Linked DNA regions of Ovis aries: region 1 is linked to region 2. Evidence: chromatin contacts called from public Hi-C data. All regions are on one chromosome and are shown on one strand. The core of a region is the stretch at or near the end of the contact, and the rest is flanking DNA. Distances in the headings are between cores, read along the strand shown. Region 1 overlaps PAX5 (paired box 5). Region 2 overlaps PAX5 (paired box 5).

Region 1 (4,550 bases), core at 1,376-3,875, 110 kb before region 2:
GCTCACCCTGGCTGCTCTGGTGAAAATGGACTCGAGGGGGTAAGGGTGGCACTGGGGAGACCAGTAAGGAGGATACCACAAACATCTGCTGAAAGACGGACCTACCCACAGAGTGGGCACCTCTGGCCTCATGGAGCTTCAAGCTACGAGGCTGGAAGGGCCAGGCACTGTGGCCATGAAAGCAGATGGTCAGCTGGCGGAGGCCAAGGACATTCATAGGGTGAGGCCAAGGACATTCAGCTGGCGGAGGCCAAGGACATTCATAGGGTGAGGCCAAGGACATTCAGCTGGCGGAGGCCAAGGACATTCATAGGGTGAAGACTAGAATCCAGGTGGGCCGCCTGGATTCTAGTCTTGACTCAGCATGGCCCTGGGCCAGCCCATTCCTCTCACCGAGTCTAAACAAAAGTAATGATCAGGAGCGCACCCACAGGGTTGTGGTGAGAATTCAGTGACTGTGTGGATGTACCAACTGTGGGTAAACGGACAGTCCTGTCCCATCCTGCCCTGTCGTGCCCACACCAGCAATGCCACACACAGGAGGGCGATGTGTCCCAATTCTCCACTAGGGGGAGCCTGGGCAACTCTTCCTTCAGCAGAAATGAAGTTTGCAAGCATCCATCCTGGCTCATCCGGGGAAGTGCAGAAGTGCCCAGCACGGCCCTCTGGGGTGGGAATGAAAGCACGCCTGAGCTGTCCTTCTAGCCTGGGATTCTGTGGTTGTAGGTGGGGGGAGCTAGTCTTCTCCAAGATATGTTCTGAGTAGCCCAACAGTGGCTACTGAGAGGTCATTACCTGGAGACCTAAAGCTCCCTCAGGCTCACACCATAGCCCCCAAATAACAAACCAGAGAGTAGGTGGGAAGGAAAAGCCACCGTGACTGAAGGCATTTGGTCTGAGGTGAGCAGGATAGATGGCTTTTAGTCCACCCCTGCACATGTTTGTGTGTTTACTTCCTCTCTTGGTCCACACATTGTTCAGAAGCTTCTCAAAACTTCACTGAGCATCTGCCCTGTGGCATGCTCTGTGCTGGGTGGGGCTGCGATGCCACAGACGCTCAGGCTCATGAGCCTCCTTTGGCTGGCTCAGACAGCCAGCTGGGGTTTTGAATTTCTCAAGGTCTCTCTCATCTCTTCGTTTATCTGAAGTCTCAAGAGTTCCACTAAGATTCCCTTAAGACAGACAAAGGGGGCAGGGCAGCCATGTAGGGATGAGTAGGTTGCTCACTGCACAAGAACAGCCAGCTGATTGGGCATGTGGGGACTGAGATTCAGCCTGCTCGCCACTTGCCATACCCTGAACCTTGGAGTGAGGCTGCATCCACTCATGAGGAGGAAGGAGGAAGGTCCTGAGACACAACCTGGGGGAAATCTCAAGATCAGCTCCGTGGCGTCCTCTCTCTCTCCAGCTGTTGCTTCTTCACTCTGTTCTTACAGGTCAGAAGAGGAACATAAGAATGGATATAGCAAATCCCAAACGACTGTCAAGCCGGGCTACTGGGGTTCTCTCCCTTCAGCCCACATTTATCTAGTATCGAGGATGTTCCAAGCACCATAAGAGGCACAGATTGCCTATAAGGGTATCATTAAACCTTTCACCGTTGAGACAGAAGTATGGTCTGGCTCTCAGGGTCCTGCTTTTTCTCCTGCTAAGAGGATCTAAGCAATCAAGACTGGACTGGATCCTGGCCCTGCCACTTGGGCAAGTTACTCTGTGTAAGTTGAGGTCTCAGCTTCCTCCTCTAGGAAATGGGGTACCATCAACACCAACCTGATGGGGCTGTTGTGAAGGGCCAGCAGGCTGGGAAATGACCTGCTCATAGACATTCTCACTAGATGCTAGCTACTTCTAGAAAGTGGGGCCTTCTCCCCTCATCCTCACCACAGCCCCTGGAGGAAGACTATAAAAGATGTAAAGGGGAGACGGCGACTGGAGGCAGGACTGAGGCCAAGGGAGCCGAGTGCCAGGCCAGGGCATCCGGCCTAGCCCCCACACCTTCTCGGCCTCCCCCAGGTCTCCCTCGCAGCTGGAGGAGTCGCACGCTCAGATGCGGACAGAGCTGTTCAAGGTTCGGGGAGGCTGAGAGGAATGTTCAGTCAGGCCCGGGAGACAAAGAAGGGAGAGCAAGGCGGGATTTGACTAGCTCCAGTGGGTGTGCAGGTGGAGAGAGTGCCCCAGGGTTCCCATGGGGCCCGCTCTCAGAAACCACCCGCCGAGAGGGTCCCTGGGCCCCAAGCTGCCCCGGTCAGGGGGCCCCACTCCACCCTCACGCTGCCCCATCCAGCCAAAGCTGGTGGACCTGAGCACCGACCGGCCTCCGCCAGCAGCCCTGCCACCCGCTCCCTGCTTCCTCCGGCTGGCCGGCATGGTGGCAGCCCTGCCTGCTCCCCGGGGAGCCCGCCGCCAGGCCTGATGGCGCTGACGGAGGGGGGGAGGCCGCCAAGCTGTCAGTCTGGAGGTGCCCCTCGGAGCCCCTCCTGGCTGGAGCGAGGAGGGTGGGCCGGCGCCGGAGCCGGGCTGTCAGGGTCTTCACAGAGACGAGGCCGGAGAGGCGCTGCCTGACAGCTCGCCCGCCGAATTAGGACCATTTGCATGCTAATTTCCAGAGCTCTAACGGGCTGGCAGGCTGGCTGGGGGGTGGAGAGTGCGCAGAGAGAGGCGCCGCGGCCTCCCTGCCCGCCTGGAACAATGCTTGACTGATCTAGCTGCGTTAACGAGCAAATTATGGTAATTTTGTTATTACAAATGCATAGAAATTTCCAAAGCGGGCAGCCATTCAGGGCAGCTCCCTGCTCCTCCCCACTCCTAAATACCGAACCCCTGTTTGTACACACGGGCCTGACACCCGCTTAGGGACAGAGGTTCTGGGGGACCAGGCTTCACTCGGAGCCTCTCAGGGGAGGCCCAGAGGGAGCTGGTCTTGGGCCAGGGATCCCTTCCTATCTCTGGTCCAGCCCAGCATCCCCCAGACCTCACCCTCCTGTCCCCTGGGGGGGTCCCTGGGCCTGGCAGTCCCACGAACCCACCACATTCAAGCTGGTTTCTTTCCATTCTGAGCAGGTAATACGGGTAATTCTCCTCATGGGTGCTCCAAAGTCTTGAGAAATTCAATGATTTCTCTGTTCACTCCGTGAAGTGGGCTCAGCACCAAGGAGGAGATCAGGGACTGTCCGATGAATGAATGAATAAGTGAAGGAAGGAGGAAGGCAGGAAGGAAAGAGAGGAGAGAACAAGGGAAGGGAGAAGCTTAGGGAGGAAGGGACGAAGGGAGAGAAGGAAGGGAGGAAGGGAGGAAGACCAGCACTGATTCTAGAAATGAGGACAGTTAAGAAAGACCCCAGCGCGTCAACTCTCTGGTGGTATAATTAATCCAAGGCCTCACCAGAGTTTATTTGCCAACTGGCAACCCCTCCTGGCATTTACAACTGTTCACTGCTAGAATCACAATTTGTCCCAGTTTTTCTGGTGATCTTTTTGATTAAAAGTACGTTTTTGGAAGCACGCTCCGGAATGTATCCAGACAGAAGCCTTTTCCAAGGAAGTGAGCTCCCCATTCCCAGCAGCGCAGTTTGGGTAGCTCCAGTCACAGGGCAGGGTGGGCACGAAGCTGGATGGTGAGACCCCGTTAAAACCCAGTCCACTCGTGGGAGGGGCCAGCTGGTTCCCTCCTGGGCCTCTGCCTGTGACCCACTCACAGTCCTCCGATTTTATACAGGGATTTCAGGTTCGGGCTGATGTTACTGAAAGATCAAGAAGCTGCCTCAAGTCCATTTTGGAAGTCAGTGAGGAATAAATTGTCAATTACAGAGGAGAGTGGCAGAGGCTGCTCCAGGTGGTCAAGGAAGCCTGGGCGGTCGGGCTCTCTGAGCGGGTGTTTGGGAGGCAGAGACCTAAATGTGAGCTGAGACTTTATAAACTCAGCTAGGGTAGTGGCCAGATTTTTCTATTTGTCTGATTTTCTAATTGGGTCACAACTTCCAGAGGGCAGCCGAATGCAGGAAAAAAAGAAAACACACAATCATTTCTTTTTGTCCAGCCGCCTGACTCTGGGGGAAAGACTGAGGGCAGGAGTGAGGCCTCACCAAGGTCCCAGGCCGAAGCTCTGACCAACCTGGGGACAGCTCGGCCTACATTCCAGGAGATGCTCCTGTAGCTGACCAGGGAGGGCCTGGGGAAGATCCATGCTCAGGAGGGACAGGACAAGGCTGGGGTGGGTGGCTGGGTGGGGGAGCTGTGCTTCAAGTTGTTCTAGAAGCCAGGTCAGCCAGGGACCACCCCAGGAAGGCCGGGCCTGGATGAAGTCGGGACAAAACGCTCCCTTTTTTGTCGCTTTGGTGAAGAAGTAGAGGATGTGGGGGGTTATGTCCCACTAGCCCAGTGGGGACAAAAGGACAGGCTGTGGCCACAGGGGGAAAAAAAAAAAAAGGGCCTCTGACTGGCTCTGTGACCTTGAGCAAGTCCTTTCTTTGACCTCATCCTCATACTCCTGGGCTGGTTTCTAAGGTCAGTCTGGCCAGTCCATCCCTGGCGAAGGGAGAAGTAGCTACAGA
Region 2 (4,684 bases), core at 1,167-3,666:
TTCTCTAAATGTCATCTTAGGATAGCAAAGGAAGCACTACAAAATATTTGTTTTAGAGAGGCGAGATAGAATAGACAGGATTCAAACTCACTGGATTCAAGGCCCCTTCAGTTCTGTCCACTAGGACTACCTCAAGACTATCACCCCATCTTTCTGAAAAGGGAGATTCAAAGATTCACTGGATTCAAGGCCCCTTCAGTTCTGTCCACTTGGACTATCTCAAGACTATCACCCTATCTTTCTGAAAAGGAAGAGCTATAGGGAGAGAAAGAGCTCTCCAGACTCTTTTTCAGGAACAGGAAGACAGATGCCAAAACTGACTATAAATAAAGGTACTTTAGGCACGAATAATAAGAGTTTGTTCCTAAAAGACATCACTGGATTCCCCCTCTCCTTTTTAAAAACTCAATTCCAGATAGAATAACCTAGCTAGGACAGAGTCAAGACGGGACCCAGCTTCCGCAGCAGCTTCTCTCTCCTGCTGGTTATTCTCTCAGTCATCTGCATCAGGGCAAAGAGCAGAAAGCCAGGGGAGAAAAGACATCTTGACAAATCAGTGATCCTGCTGCCCTGCAAACATGCAGAATGAGGTCTGGAGCTGGGAAACAGGAGGCAGAACTAAGGAAGGCGTGAAAGCAGGAGAGGAGCTGCCGGGGCCTGGGGTTATATGCCACCTCTGCCACTAACAGAGCGGGCAAACGCACAGGCTCAAAATCAGACTGCTTGGGGTTGAATCGCAGCCCTGCAACTTACTAGCTGCATAACCCTAGACTGATTATTTAACCTCTCATCTTTTCCATCTACTAAAGGGCAACAGTAATAGTACCCACACTTTCTTAAAGCTGGTGTTACACACGGTGTCTGTCACACAGTGAGTGCTTCAGTCTCAATGTCAGCGGCACCAACTACACTGCAAGAGGGGGCTGGGAGCAGAGACCTGGGTCCTGGCTCCATCTCTCTTGTGGACCACTCACACTCAACTGGTCCTCTGAGACCATCAATTCCAGCTCCCCCATTTCGCAGAGGAGGACACTGAGGCCCAGAGAGGGGAAGAAATGGACAGAGTTCACACAGCAAACTAGTGTTAGATTTCCAATCTAGGCTCCTTCCACAACATTGTACTGCTTCTTAAACATGCTAAGGATCAGTCTGTACATTGTGGATGAGGTTGGTTGTCACAGGGTGGCACCAGGGATCACTAAATGCAATGACAGAGGGGGAAGTCCTCAGCAAGCCTTCTGAAGCCTGGGCCACCTCAAGGAATTCAGGCCACTACTCAGCACACAGTAGGCACCTGACATATTTATCGCGTGCATTGCACTGTCTTTTCTCACTGCCAAGTAAATTCCCTGAGGTCAAGGGCATTTCATACCAGAGTATTGGACACGTGGCTGGTTCTCAGTAAATATTTGTTGAGTGGACAAATGAGTGATAGATAGTGTGTCTGAAAAGAGAACTCTTCCGGTCGGAGGCGGGTGTCAGGAGGAGGGAGGAAAAGGAACCCTTTGGTTCTCTAACTAGAGGGAAAGCAAGAGATCGAAGAGAAAAAAATACCTCCCCATAGCCACTCCTTCACATCTGTGCCCTGCCAGTTCCCAAGCTGGACACTGAGAGAGCCACTGGAATGAACTGGAAGTCGCCCTGCCGATGGAGCTCACCAAACAATGGAGGAGGCAGGAGAAAGCTGCCGGGCTCAGAGGCAGCCATGTGGCTGGCATCCTTCTTTGTGGGGATAGGAGGACTTCCTGTGGGAGGTGCCATGCCACAGAGATCGGGGAAGCAGGCAGGACAGAGATGGAATGAAGGCACTCTCTCCAGAGCAGAGGGCACAGAGACAGCATCACCACATGTGGTGTGCTGAAATGCAGCCCCGAATTTGTCAAGCCATACCCCCTAGCAGCAGCGATGTCTTTGTGTCTTTTTCTACTTTTCCAGTGGAGCAAAAGACAAAAATTGATGCCAGGTTGTCACTCGACAAGATCAGAAGTCCCCTCACACCCAGAGGCAGAGGGAAGAAGAGACCACTGGGACACCAGGAGGACGGGACAGTCCAACAAGAGAGGAAGGGATTTATGAATCCCCAGCCCAGCCCAAATCTGCACTGTGGTCCAAGGCGACAGCGGTGGGCGTCGTCCACCCCAGCACCTCGATCCAAGGCGCCCAGACAGCCCGGCCTCTCCTCCGCCGGCTCGGGGTGCACAGCGTCCCCTGGGCTCCTGGCACTCGGCGGGCCGGTCCCCCGCCACCGGTGTCCCTTGCCTCCGCGCGCATCGTCTGCTCCGCTGCCCGGCTCCCGGCTGCCGCCGCGCCCGCGCTCCCCGGGGCCCGAAAAGCTGGCATCCGTTGTTACCATAACAAACTCAATTGTTCTCAGCAGGGCCCCGACAAATAAAGTCATTCATTACGGGCCTCTCCCCGCCGCCGTGGGCTGCGCGGCAATCAGCGGGCCGCCCGCCGCCCCCTCGCGGGCCGAGACACGCGCCAGCGCGGGTACCTGCCGGGGCCGGGCCCGCGGCGCCGCGGCCGCCACGCTGTGCCCGCGGCCCCGCCGAGGCCGCGCCGGCTGGGGGAGCGCCGGCCGCCTATTAGTTTTATCTCCGCGCGTCAATTGACTTATACTGATTGGCTTCCTGCCGCCAAATGTCAATTAAATTGCAAATACTCGGCGGAGGCCTCCTGGCCGAGGGCGCCGCGCGCTCCCTTCCTTTTTGCGCCGAGTTCTGACCGCGGCCGCGTTTCTTTCTCCCGCCGCCCGGTGCAGGCAGACACCATGCACTCCTGCAAGGTGTCCCCCCTCCGTTCTGGGCCGACTTGGCGCCCCGACACCCGGCGGCGGAGAAGCGTCTGGCCTCTCCCCTCCGCCCCCAGGCCCTCGGCCTCTTGTAGGGGCTTGATTTCGCGGAGTGGCACGGAATATTCATCAAAGATCCTGGCACATGACTCCTAGTGCGACCTTGAGCAAATCCCGTCCGCTCCGCTCGGGCCTGGCTTTCGTCGCCGGCCAAGGGGGCCTGAAGGAGAAGGCGGCCGGGGGCCCTGAGTCCGGGTGTGCGGAGGTCAGCAGAATCACGAGCATTCACTCGCGCCGACTCTGGGCCGAGCCAGGCACGGGCACCGGCCGGTCTTCTCAACAGCCCTCTTAAGTAGGTATAATTATCCCTCTTTTACAGGCAAGAGGATTGAGGCTTAGGGAAGAGGTTACAGGCTAGGGAAGAGGCCGACTGGGTTTCAAAATGGGCAGCCAGACTTCAGAAGCTTATGGCTTCGTTATTGTGCGCTGTCCTCTCGGGGAAGGCACCGTGAAGAAATAAGAGAGGGAAAGAGACAGGGCACTCGCCTAGAGCTGGGAACCCGCCACTGCCAAGAACAGTTCTTCTTGCCAGTTGTTCTACATCCATATGAAATTCTTACAATAATTGTATGACCTAAGGGTTAGAGTCCCCATTTTACAGATGGGAAAACTGACCCTTGGAGAAGTTAAGGAATTTCTCCAAGGTCACCTGGGATGAACTACAAGTGCCTAACAACTACACTCATACCTACATGGAGCTTGACTGTTTATAAGCACCTTCTCACGCGACACTCCTTCTGAGTTGACACAGGACTTTGAGAAAGGAATTCTGCCCTCTCTTTGCCAATAAGACAGGCCGGACATGGCTTGCCCAGGATCACCAACACTCAAAGCCAAGGCCTTGCAGTTCCCAATCCCATGCTCCTGGCCCTTCCTCCAGGAGACCTGGAGCAAAAGTGACTCAGGCACAGGCCCTGCTCCTCCCCTCTCCCCACTCTGTGGGAAGCTATAGAGGGGAGTCAGGCTGGAAAATGCTTAGGCTCGTGGGAAGAGCCAGAAAGGGGGGCTCCCAGGAAAAAAGGCATTTTCTGGAAGGACCAAACGTTAGGCCCTCAGAGAGATTTGGCGAGTTTTCCTCCACCGTCTCCCATAACCCCACTCCCCACCTTCCTCCTTGGCTGTTTCTGTCTGCCTCCTACAAGCTCTGCCTTGGGAGCGAGTATGCAGGTTCTTAACTGATAAAATGTGCCAGCGTTTAAAAGATACAAACCTGACCAATCGTTCTTTTCAGAAAAGAGATGTTAGCGGAACAAAAGTACCATTCAAAAGTGCCGGATGGCATTTGTGTCTCAGAAAGAAAGGAAACGAAGAGAGAGAAGATGGAGGAGGAGGGAGGGGGAGCAGCAGGCAGGAGGGAGGAGGCAAGATCTGGAGATGGAAGGGTTATCCGGCCAGCTCTTCGCATCCAAGTGGAAGATCCAGAGGGCAGGGATCTGACTGAGATCACAAAGCAAGATAGTGGCGAACTGCAGCTAGGAACCCAGGCCTCTCTACCCTGTGACCTGTTCATCCTGCCACCACAAGCTGCCCTTAGCTACAACTCGAATTGTTCACTTCCAAGACAAAGCAGAGCTAAAATTCTGCCAATGTAAATTCTGGTGCATATATCTTTTTCTTCTCATCCTGGCCTGAATAATCCTATCATTAGACTTAGCAAAATAAATGAAATAATCATCTGAAAAAGAGAGAAAGATGGGAATTCCCTGGCAGTCCAGTGGTTAGGACTCAGTGCTTTCACTATGGTAGCCTGGGTTCCATTCCTGCTTGGGGAACTACAAGATCCCACAAGCTGCAAGGTGTGGCAAAAAAAGAGATTGAGAGAAAAACAAAAGC

The links. Hi-C and Micro-C count contacts between places; a contact is called where the count stands out from the background.
Region 1: a contact with region 2 is called in a Hi-C map of hypothalamus, with 2.0 times the contacts expected there. The contact joins two enhancer-like sites. A contact is called at or near these places in 4 of 16 Hi-C or Micro-C datasets (hypothalamus, liver and skin fibroblasts).

What each region holds. Positions count from the first base shown.
Region 1 is chr2:51,816,771-51,821,320 of ARS-UI_Ramb_v3.0, reverse strand. The region is part of intron 8 of PAX5 (paired box 5); the gene reads right to left. Among named protein-coding and RNA genes, the nearest start is that of PAX5, 160 kb to the right of the region's middle. Within about 2 kb of position 2,625, at least 11 of the 54 cell types and tissues checked have an H3K27ac peak or open chromatin away from gene starts, as enhancers often do. A contact at or near this core is called in hypothalamus, where this site is marked.
Region 2 is chr2:51,706,408-51,711,091 of ARS-UI_Ramb_v3.0, reverse strand. The region is part of intron 4 of PAX5 (paired box 5); the gene reads right to left. Among named protein-coding and RNA genes, the nearest start is that of PAX5, 46 kb to the right of the region's middle. Within about 2 kb of position 2,416, at least 4 of the 54 cell types and tissues checked have an H3K27ac peak or open chromatin away from gene starts, as enhancers often do. A contact at or near this core is called in hypothalamus, where this site is marked.